3 separate regions of the Mus musculus genome follow, and regions 2 and 3 are each linked to region 1. The links are chromatin contacts, called in public Hi-C maps. All regions are on one chromosome and are shown on one strand. The core of a region is the stretch at or near the end of the contact, and the rest is flanking DNA. Distances in the headings are between cores, read along the strand shown.

What was found. A called contact is a pair of places that touch in the nucleus more often than the background predicts.
Region 2: a Hi-C map of the N1E-115 cell line shows a contact between it and region 1, with 4 times the contacts expected there. The contact joins two enhancer-like sites. A contact is called at or near these places in 1 of 15 datasets of contacts at CTCF or cohesin (large pre-B cells), 17 of 484 Hi-C or Micro-C datasets (CD4 T cells, the N1E-115 cell line, Sertoli cells and 9 more), 3 of 115 datasets of contacts at active chromatin or transcription factors (the 230-238 cell line, the NIH/3T3 cell line and embryonic stem cells) and 1 of 9 other capture datasets (embryonic stem cells).
Region 3: a Hi-C map of the N1E-115 cell line shows a contact between it and region 1, with 1.9 times the contacts expected there. The contact joins two enhancer-like sites. A contact is called at or near these places in 1 of 15 datasets of contacts at CTCF or cohesin (large pre-B cells), 4 of 484 Hi-C or Micro-C datasets (the N1E-115 cell line, bone marrow-derived macrophages, cochlea and 1 more), 6 of 115 datasets of contacts at active chromatin or transcription factors (the SCID.adh cell line, T-cell acute lymphoblastic leukemia, bone marrow-derived macrophages and 3 more) and 3 of 9 other capture datasets (adipose tissue, embryonic stem cells and liver).

Annotation. Positions count from the first base shown.
Region 1 is chr15:80,341,893-80,344,832 of GRCm38.p6, forward strand. All of the region lies in intron 5 of Cacna1i (calcium channel, voltage-dependent, alpha 1I subunit), which reads left to right. Among named protein-coding and RNA genes, the nearest start is that of Gm31319, 54 kb to the left of the region's middle. Within about 2 kb of position 1,274, at least 13 of the 459 cell types and tissues checked have an H3K27ac peak or open chromatin away from gene starts, as enhancers often do. A contact at or near this core is called in the N1E-115 cell line, where this site is marked.
Region 2 is chr15:80,482,854-80,485,778 of GRCm38.p6, forward strand. All of the region lies in intron 4 of Enthd1 (ENTH domain containing 1), which reads right to left. Among named protein-coding and RNA genes, the nearest start is that of Gm23220, 26 kb to the left of the region's middle. Within about 2 kb of position 1,263, at least 23 of the 459 cell types and tissues checked have an H3K27ac peak or open chromatin away from gene starts, as enhancers often do. A contact at or near this core is called in the N1E-115 cell line, where this site is marked.
Region 3 is chr15:80,580,951-80,584,010 of GRCm38.p6, forward strand. The region is part of intron 1 of Grap2 (GRB2-related adaptor protein 2); the gene reads left to right. Among named protein-coding and RNA genes, the nearest start is that of Grap2, 9.9 kb to the left of the region's middle. Within about 2 kb of position 1,576, at least 81 of the 459 cell types and tissues checked have an H3K27ac peak or open chromatin away from gene starts, as enhancers often do. A contact at or near this core is called in the N1E-115 cell line, where this site is marked.

The DNA.
Region 1 (2,940 bases), core at 24-2,523:
GGCGATTGCTACAGTTAACTCTGGTCCCTTTTGGGATTATCTGAAGACAAAGGAACATGGTGGGAGTGGGTGGCTCACGTCGGGTTTATTGATAAGTGGCTGGAGTTCATCAAGCACTTTGGCCGACTCCATCACAGTCTCACAGGGCTATGTCACTCCCTCTTCTAACCAACGATGGGATGTTAGGATTGTGTGGCGTCCACTTTATAACTGGAAATTGGGGTGCTGACTTGAAGTGAGGGGCAGTGGCAAGTTTGGGGAAGGTACCAGCCCTGGTACCCAGGTCTGGTTTGGCCTTTCCTATCCAGATAGGAATCCACTGTCAGGCCAGCTGTGTTGAAAAGGGACAGGAAGACCCAGGGATCTTTCCTGGAAGGACCAAGGGAGGTTTATTTGGGACAGGGTCTGGGAGAAAGAAAAATTGTGGAACAGAGCTGACATGGACATTTTGTTTTCTTCCTTGGGCTTGAGTCAGAAGGAATGCTTTGAGTGAAATGTTCCCTGGCACATCCGGAGTTCCAGGGATGCCTATCCTTGATCCCCACCAGAACTGTCTCTTCCTGGGGGTTAAATAGTCCCTGTGGCCTGCAGGAGGGAGGGAGAAAGGAGGAGAGAGAGTGAGTGGGAGAGATGAAGCAGGGACTGCTGCCAAGAACTGCTGTCTTCTCTGAAGAGTAGGGTGGAGAACATCTGGCCAGATGTCTGCTGGGAAGCCAAAGGGATTGTGGGACACGCTAGGGGGTGGGGCCAGGGCAGTCAGTTCAGGTCAAAGGCTGAATCGTGTTCTAGGAACCTGGGAGGTTGCTGGACAGGACACAGTGGGTAGGAGTAAGACTCTTGATGGCTCTTCATCTGAAGTAGTATTGCCTGGGTCCTTTACGCCAGAGCCAGGTCTGGGTCAAAGCAAGGATTCATCTGTAGCCCCTCACCATCAGCTGACACCTGAGCCTCAGGTGGTGGGTCAGCATCCAGGGGTCAGGGCTAAGGCACTGCAAACGCTTTGAGGAGACCTCACAGAGGAGGGTGACAGCACCTTGGGAGAATGAGTGTTGCTTGGGGCACTGTAGGTTGAGAGCATCCCCAGGACATGGGCACTACTGCTTTGGTGTAGGGACTCAAGGCCTGTGGAATGAAGAAGACAGGGTGCTCTGGGACTCTTCAAACTTCCAGGCTGGGCTGGTGCCAGTAATTGTGACCCTGGCAGTCCGACCGTCTGCTTCCTGGCCCGGCCTCCCTGACCCCTGTTGTGCCTCTGATTAGTTGGCTTGGCAACAACAGGGCAGCAGACGGCTTCTCCTTGAGCTCAGCACTTTCCTCTCCTGGCTGCTCTCTGCCCTCCACCAACCTGGCTGGATCAGAAAGCATGCAGCCTTGGGGGCCAGGCCACAGCCAGGGCACGCCTCTTTCTCTGCCATCCCTCCTGCCCCCGGCAAGTGGGTCATGCCCCGGCTAAGGCTGGCACATGTCCCATGATTTCTGCTTGAGTTAGCCTCGCAGAGTGGCCGAGCTAATCTGGGTTGACAGCCCCTGTCTGCGGAGCTCCTTGGGCCTGGGGAGGAAACGCCTACTAGGAAGTGAATCTCCCTCTCGCGCCAGTCTCCTCCATGGCCACCACGGGGCCTCTCAGGATCTCTGGCAGCCGAGGGTCTGCTCTGGGATCTCCATCTCTTAGGATTGGGATGGAGATGTGGTATTTACTTCCCTGCCTGGCATTTGCCATTATGGTGCCAGTTTTGATGCCATCAAGACCCCCCCTCTCCCTGTCACTACTCATATCACACTCCTAGAGCAGATTCTTCTCTCCTGAACCGATTCTTCTCTCCTGAACCCCACACTCTTAGTCCCAATGAAGCAACTCTACAAGGATGACCAGGGACCTCAAACTCATGTCTAGATGGATTCCTGTCTCCACTGATGGATGCTCTGTGACCCCCCCAAACCTTCAAGCTATCCCTGACAATCCCCTTCCTCCCACATCTATGCCACAGCTCTTGATCCCTCCTTCTCAGGATCACCCGGATCCTCCCCGTGTCTCCACGCCACTCTGTATCATCTGGACCTGGCGCTCCTTCCTTTAGCTCATCCCAGTGGCAGGTGTGGACAGGCAAGGCACACAGGGACAGATGGATCAAACACAAAATACCCAGTGGCAAAATACCGGCAAGCCATGAAGTAGGCCTCAAGTGGCTGGGGCAACCTCAACAGTGGGGCATAGGATGGGGAGCCCATTCCTCCTGGCTCCCATCCCAGCCATTATACGGCCACCACTGCCTTCCTGGTCCCAGAGCCTACCAGCCTGTCCTCTATATGATGTGGGCTCTGTGATGGTGTTCAGTGGGCATTCACACAGGATCTCGTGAGCTGTTTTTCAGCGGCCTCTTCTGCTGTGGCCTGCTCTGTTCTCTATGTCTGGCCTTCTCTTGCTGCCTGAAGCTCATTAGTGCAGACATGACTCTTCACCGCCTCTGCTCAGCATACTCTTGCTTTTCTGGTTCCCCGACTCCGTCTGGCATCCCCCCTTTCCTGGCTTGCCCACCTCTATAGTTAGTGACATACGGACAGACAGACAGATCTACAGACTCAGGCTGTTCTCATGTCTTTTGTTTCATGAAATTTGTTTGTTTGTTTTTTAATTCCATTTTATTATTTTATTTTAATTAATTAGGTTTTAAAAATAAATCTTTTCTTTTTAAAAGATTTATTTTATGTACATGAGTACACCACCATGGCTCTGTTCAGACACACCAGAAGAGGGCACCAGACCCCATTACAGATGGTTGTGAGCCACCGTGTGGTTGCTGGGAACTGAACTCAGGACCTCTGGAAGAGCTCACTCAGGGCTCTTAACTGCTGAGCCATCTCTCCATCTTTTGAGACAAGGTTGTCTTCTGTAGCTCAGACTGGCCTCAAACTTGAGGCAATCCCTCTCCTTCATCTGCC
Region 2 (2,925 bases), core at 13-2,512, 140 kb after region 1:
TTTATCTGGTTTCTCATTTTCTCTCAATTTAAACCTGAATGTCAGAGCTTTCTCTCCAGCATCTCTCCAGCTGACTCCTCAATAGGAGACTCAGTATTAAATCATGAGACTGCACCAGCCTGCCTTAGTCACCTGCCAATATACCTGATTAATACAATATGGAACCCTGAAACCCAGTTGTCTTAGGCTTGATAGTTATCCTTCAGGACAGTGCGTTCTCTGTGGAAGACACCAGGCTGTGATTTTTACACAGACTAATACGAACATGCCAGGAAAAAAAAAAAAAAAAAAAAAAAAAAAAAAAAAAAAAACAAACAAACCCAGCAAACTGTCTCTGTGCCAGAGAGCCAGCCTGCTCATTGGGTCAGGAAGGGTTAGACCAGTGGAGTTCTTGGCCAGTGTAAGATCACCTGACAGCCTTCAGGTTGGTTGAGTGAAGAGGCTCTGCTGACAGACAGGAACGCCCCCCCATCCCCGCTCACACCCCCTTTTCATTTTTCAGCAGTTCTATGGGCTTGTTCTAGGGACTATAATCATTGCCTGTTATTATGTATTTGTTATTATAAATCTAATAATGGGCGTTCTACTTCAACAGAGCCAGCACTGTGCTCCGTTCTCTTGTTGGTCTGACGCATAGGATCCAATTACAGCTACAAAGGAGAGCACTGGCAGACATGACTGAAGATGGATGCCAAGATACAGCTTTCTGTAGTTTAAAAAGGCGTAACTGAAGGATTTTTCCCCTTTTAGTAATTAAGTTAATCAGAGGAAACAGGATGTGAAGATAATAATGAGGTCGTTTTGCTAAGAGGCCACAGCTACAAATTATTAACACAGGAGTGATTTAAACTGCTTACTAATATATTGGTTTAAAATAGGCAGGCTATTCACCTAAAATGCATATTGAATGTAAAAGTTAAATCATATGCATGACACACAAAAAACTTAGTGGTTTTTTTTTTGTTTTGTTTTGTTTTTAGTGGTGCATGCACAAAATCCTAAATAATTATAAATAGGAACAGCTAGTGGCTCCTTAGGGTCTGTGCTAAGTGTGGAAGAGTTGCACGACCCATCCAGTGGTGCTACAACTACAACCAAGTATGGAAAAAGAAACATGGTGGGCACTGTAGCCCCGCGACTCACAGATGCATGGACTGCTGCTTCAGGAAGCCTGGCGCAGTGGCTCAACCCTAACAAGGAGATAGAGACTGGAACATACAGAAAAAGGCTTCTGAAAAGCTTCACGTGGGGCAGCTAACAGCCTCCATGGCATGAAAATGGATTGTAATCATGGATGATAAAATAGGCACAGAGTGCTCATTACCAAGTTTCAGGTCACAGCTAAGGTTCACCAGTGATAAAAACTCACATCCCTTCCCTAGACTGCAGGCCTAGAAAGGAGGATGCAGGCCTTTGCGAGGCTGGTGATCAGTGCCAGCCCATCTCACAGTCCGTGTCTCTAAGGATCCAGCGAGATGAAAGCTGGTATCTGCCACGTAAAGGTCACCCTGTGCTTCGAGCACACCTCGGCCCTGGGAGATAAGCAGGTACGAGGCAGTGACCGGAAGACTGACGGTGACAAATGATGACTCCAGGAGAGGGAAAATTAAACTAAATTGGGTCAGAGGTTTAATTCTAGCCAGAATTAAATTATTTTAGACTACAAAATACTTTAAATGGAGGTTGGCCCAGGGGAAACACTCACAGGTCCAGAGAGCAGTCATTAGGAGCCAGCTGTGGCAGTGTCATGGCTCTCCCCGGAAGTGAGCAGAGCATGAACAAGCCCTGCTCTTGCAGACCTCGGGTATGGTGCGTGGCCTGTGCCCACAGGTCCTCAGCAGCGGCTTCTGGGACACAGAGAAGGGTGCACTCAGGAAGACCGGGATGAGACACAGAGTGGGAACTCTCCTATGTTTTCCCACTTAGGCATGCAGCCCAAGAATTAACTTTTTTACTTCAACAGCAAGCGAACATCTTGGGTAGGTTTATAGCATAGCAACCAGCCTTTAAATACCATTTCTACTGTGAATGAAGAAGAAATGCTGGTTCTTAAGACGCATGACTGCATCTTATTCAAAATACGCCGAGACCGCCATTAAAGCCATCAGCATTCTCCCGAGAGCACACCCCTCTGGGACCACCTCACTGACTTACAGAGACAATGCAAACCGACCCCCTCCCCTAGACAGACTGCTGCACGACCGAACATTTCCTGCAGGCCTCTGCTCACATTTTTCTTGACTGGTTTGCAGCACAGTTCCATGACTTATCTATGTTTGGCTTATTCTCTCTCATTGCAGCACATTCTACATATTTTCATTCACGAAATAACACTTGGCAGATAGAATGTGTACCGAGGAGGCACAGCCCAGAAAGGACTTCAGTCACTGCAATTGTTAAGTGTGGAAATAAAACACCAGATATACCAGCTAAGAGAGAAACATCTTTCAGAAAGATGAGTGACGAGTAAGAGATTACAAAACTGAAAGTAAGCAGATTATTCATTAAAGAATCCAAGTAGAATACCTAAAACTCTTATAACTGGAAGGAATTTCAATGAGTCAGTAGATGACAGGAAATAGGAGCTGAAGACAGAGGCAGAGATCAACGGGGGCTCGGGGGTGGGGGTGGGGAGTCCAGTGGCAGGGCTAAGCGCCATGGCTGGCGGAGAGTGGGCCCAGCGTCCCTCTGACTGGAGCCTGGCTCCTTCAGCCTTATGGCCTGCACTGCAGGCTGGCCTCCAGGCACATGAGGTCCCACCTGTTCCTGTGCCCTCTCCTCTGCACCTTCCTTCCCCACTCATCCTGAGATCTGTGTGACCTCTTCTTGTCCCTAGTGTTCTGTCCTGTGGGTGTCAGAACAGAGAAAGCACACAAGTGATGGTAGTGTCTATCTCTCTCCTGGTCACTGTCATTGTCCCTCTGC
Region 3 (3,060 bases), core at 326-2,825, 240 kb after region 1:
GCTCTGTCCTTGAACAAAGCAACACTGTCCCTTAACCCAACACACAGGAGACTCTGGAAGATTCATGCGTGAAAACCCCCAAAAGCTTTTGCATATCTTAAAACATGCAGCATCTCATTGGGAAAATACCTCCCATGGTCCTTTCTTCTTTAACCAAATTCATTCTGTGGCATTCTGGTATCTTATAAATAGACCACAGTGCATTTTATGAACCAAAGGCCCATACAGCATTGTAAAACATGTGGTACCCCACAAATATCCAAATAAATAAAGGGCAACTGTGAAGTCAAGAGCCCCCTCCCACCCCCAGCTAGAGAGACACCCCCGGTGCCTGGAAGAAGAGAGAGGCAGCCTTTAGACAGAAGGCTCGTTTTCTACGGCATGATGCTCAGCTTCCACGTGGAAATGAAGATGTAAGGTGTATGCCACAGCCAGCTTTGTCAGCTCAGCTCACATTATGTCGTAAACTAAAAGGCTGATTCAGTTATTAGCATCAAGAGCATAGCCACAATGATTTGTCATGTAGATGTTATAAGAGATTACCTGTCCTGATTCTTTAACTCATCATTTGGCTGCTGTCTGCAGAAATTCTCTCAGTCTTTTGTTGATGAGGACCCGGATGAACTGAGAACATTTAGGAAGATAAAGATCAAGCCCACAACAGAGCCCTCTTCCCTGGGAACGCACAATCTCAGGGAAAAGTAGGAGAAGTGGAAGAAAATGCTTGCTGTAGTGGGAAGCCCGTGACAAGGAGACCACAAAGAAAATGGCTAGAGGTTTTTAGGGAAGGCTTCCTGGAGGAGGCATACTTGAGAGCAGGAGGCACTGATGCATCCAGGGGTTTGTGTGTGTGTGTACATGTGTGTGTGTGTACGTGTGTATGTGTGTGTGTACATGTGTGTGTGTGTACATGTATGTCAGCAGTTGACACTGGGTGTCTTCCTCAGTTACTTTCTGCATTTATTTTAGCTTAATTTTATTAACTACATATATGTAGGTGTGTGTCTCTCTGTGTGAGCACATGTATGTGGTGCCCACAGAAACTGGAGTTGGAGTTATAGGCCAATGTGAGTCACCCAGCATGGGTGGGGGGACAGAACCCTCGTCTTCTGCTAAGGGCAGCAGAGCCTCCCTTAACCACTGGGCTGACTCTCTGCCCCTTTACCTTATTCTTTGAAATGAGATCCCTCACTGAAGCCGGAGCTCCGTGGTTAGCCAGGCTGGTTGTCCAGCTAGTTCTAGGGATCGCCCGCCTGCCTCTAGTCTACCCAGTGCTGGGACTGCAGACGCTGTGCCTGGCTTTTGTGAGACTATGGAGGATCAGAACGCAGGTCCTCAGGTCTGAGAGACCAGTGCTTTATCAACGGAACCATTTTCCCCGCCCCATCCTGAACTTTTTATATGATGTCAAGGAAATCATAAGAGAAATACGGTATAATTTGCTGAAAATGTTTATTTTGCAAGCAAAATGTGAGAAGGCCCCCAAGAGGTATTTTACATTGGGTATCCAGAAGTTAAGTTTCTGTGACCGGAGCTCTTTTTGAAGAGGAACCTCTCTTCTCCTCTTCCCTATTCCATCTTGTCCCTTAGAGTCTTCTTAAAAAAAAAAAAAAAACTTGGTTGGTTTCATTCCTGGGCCACAGCGTTGCATGCTGCCATTACTTGAAGTGGCCCTCTCTGGAAGGATTTCAATTTAGAACTCTTCTTCAGCCAATATGCCCAGAATGGAACAGAGCTCTGACAGGTGCAAATGCCACGGGGTGATTCTTGCCTGGACCTTCTCCCTCTGTGTCTATTACACAGCCCACGACTGCATTAGCCCTGTGATGGTTATGTCACAGCGCTGACTCATACCGAAACCATGGTCAGCTAGAGCCCAGAGTTCTCATGTGCCTAGCGCTCGCTCTCTCTCTCTCTCTCTCTCTCTCTCTCTCTCCTTTCTCCCGCCTCTCTCCCCCTGTGTGTTTGTGTGTGTGTGTGTGTGTGTGAGAGAGAGAGAGAGAATGAACACCAGGCACAGAGGTTTTATAGTGACATTTATGCTTATTACATCTGACTATAGTGATAGCAATGTGTCAGAATATTCCCGACCAGGCAGATTAGTGATTAGTTTTCTCCCACCCCACCCGGGGCGTGTGGGGCGGTGGGAGGGCAGTGAGTGCTCATCTGATAGCAGAGCAGCTTATCTCACACTGCTCTCTGGCCTCAAAGGCTTTAGAACTGTGTTCTCTTTCCTATCTGTGAGTGCCATCTGCAGCCCTGGAGAACTCTGGATCTTGAGCCATGCCAGGACCTCCCTGTAAAACACAAGTGTGAGTGGCCGTTTCCTCTCCAAACTTACACAAAGACTTAGGTGTGTGTGAAACCTGAAGTCAGTGTTAACTGGAGCAGTGTCATATGAGAGGAGGAAACGCTTTGTGCCAGGCTCTGGGCAGCTTTCAGAAGATCTGATTACACTTATCACGACGTGTTACGGCTAGTAGGCATTCACTCGAGCAAACTACGTTAAAGATATGACTGGGTTATCTGATTGCGTGTTATAGTAACATTGTATGGGGTTAATATAATTTTTGAGTAAAATTATTTGCCATTTGAGTAAATGCCATAAGGCCTTTGTTCTTCTTCGTGAAATCAATTGGAGGTGACTCTTGAGTGGTATAAAGAGCATGCGAATTAGGAATGGCTGTCAGTCATGTAACCAGGGTCAAAAGCACAAATTCTCTGTGCTTTAACTTCCGTGATGAATTTCTTTGTTGTGTTCCTGGAGATTCTCCAACATGACTGAGGATGCTAAATATATAAGAAAATGGTAAGCATTTGGGAGGTAGAGGCATGTGTGATCTATATAGCAAGTTCAAGGCCAGCCTGGGCTACCTAGTAAGACACCGTATTAAAAAGAAAGAAAGAGAGAAGGGGGGAGAGAGGAAGGGAGAAAGAGAGGAAGAGAGATAGAAATAGGTGTTAGGTTGATATGAAAAGTAAGAGAACCACAATCTCCCTCTCTGTGTGTGCGCATGTGCAGGGCGTACAGGTGTGTGCAGATGTGCATTTGTGGAGGCC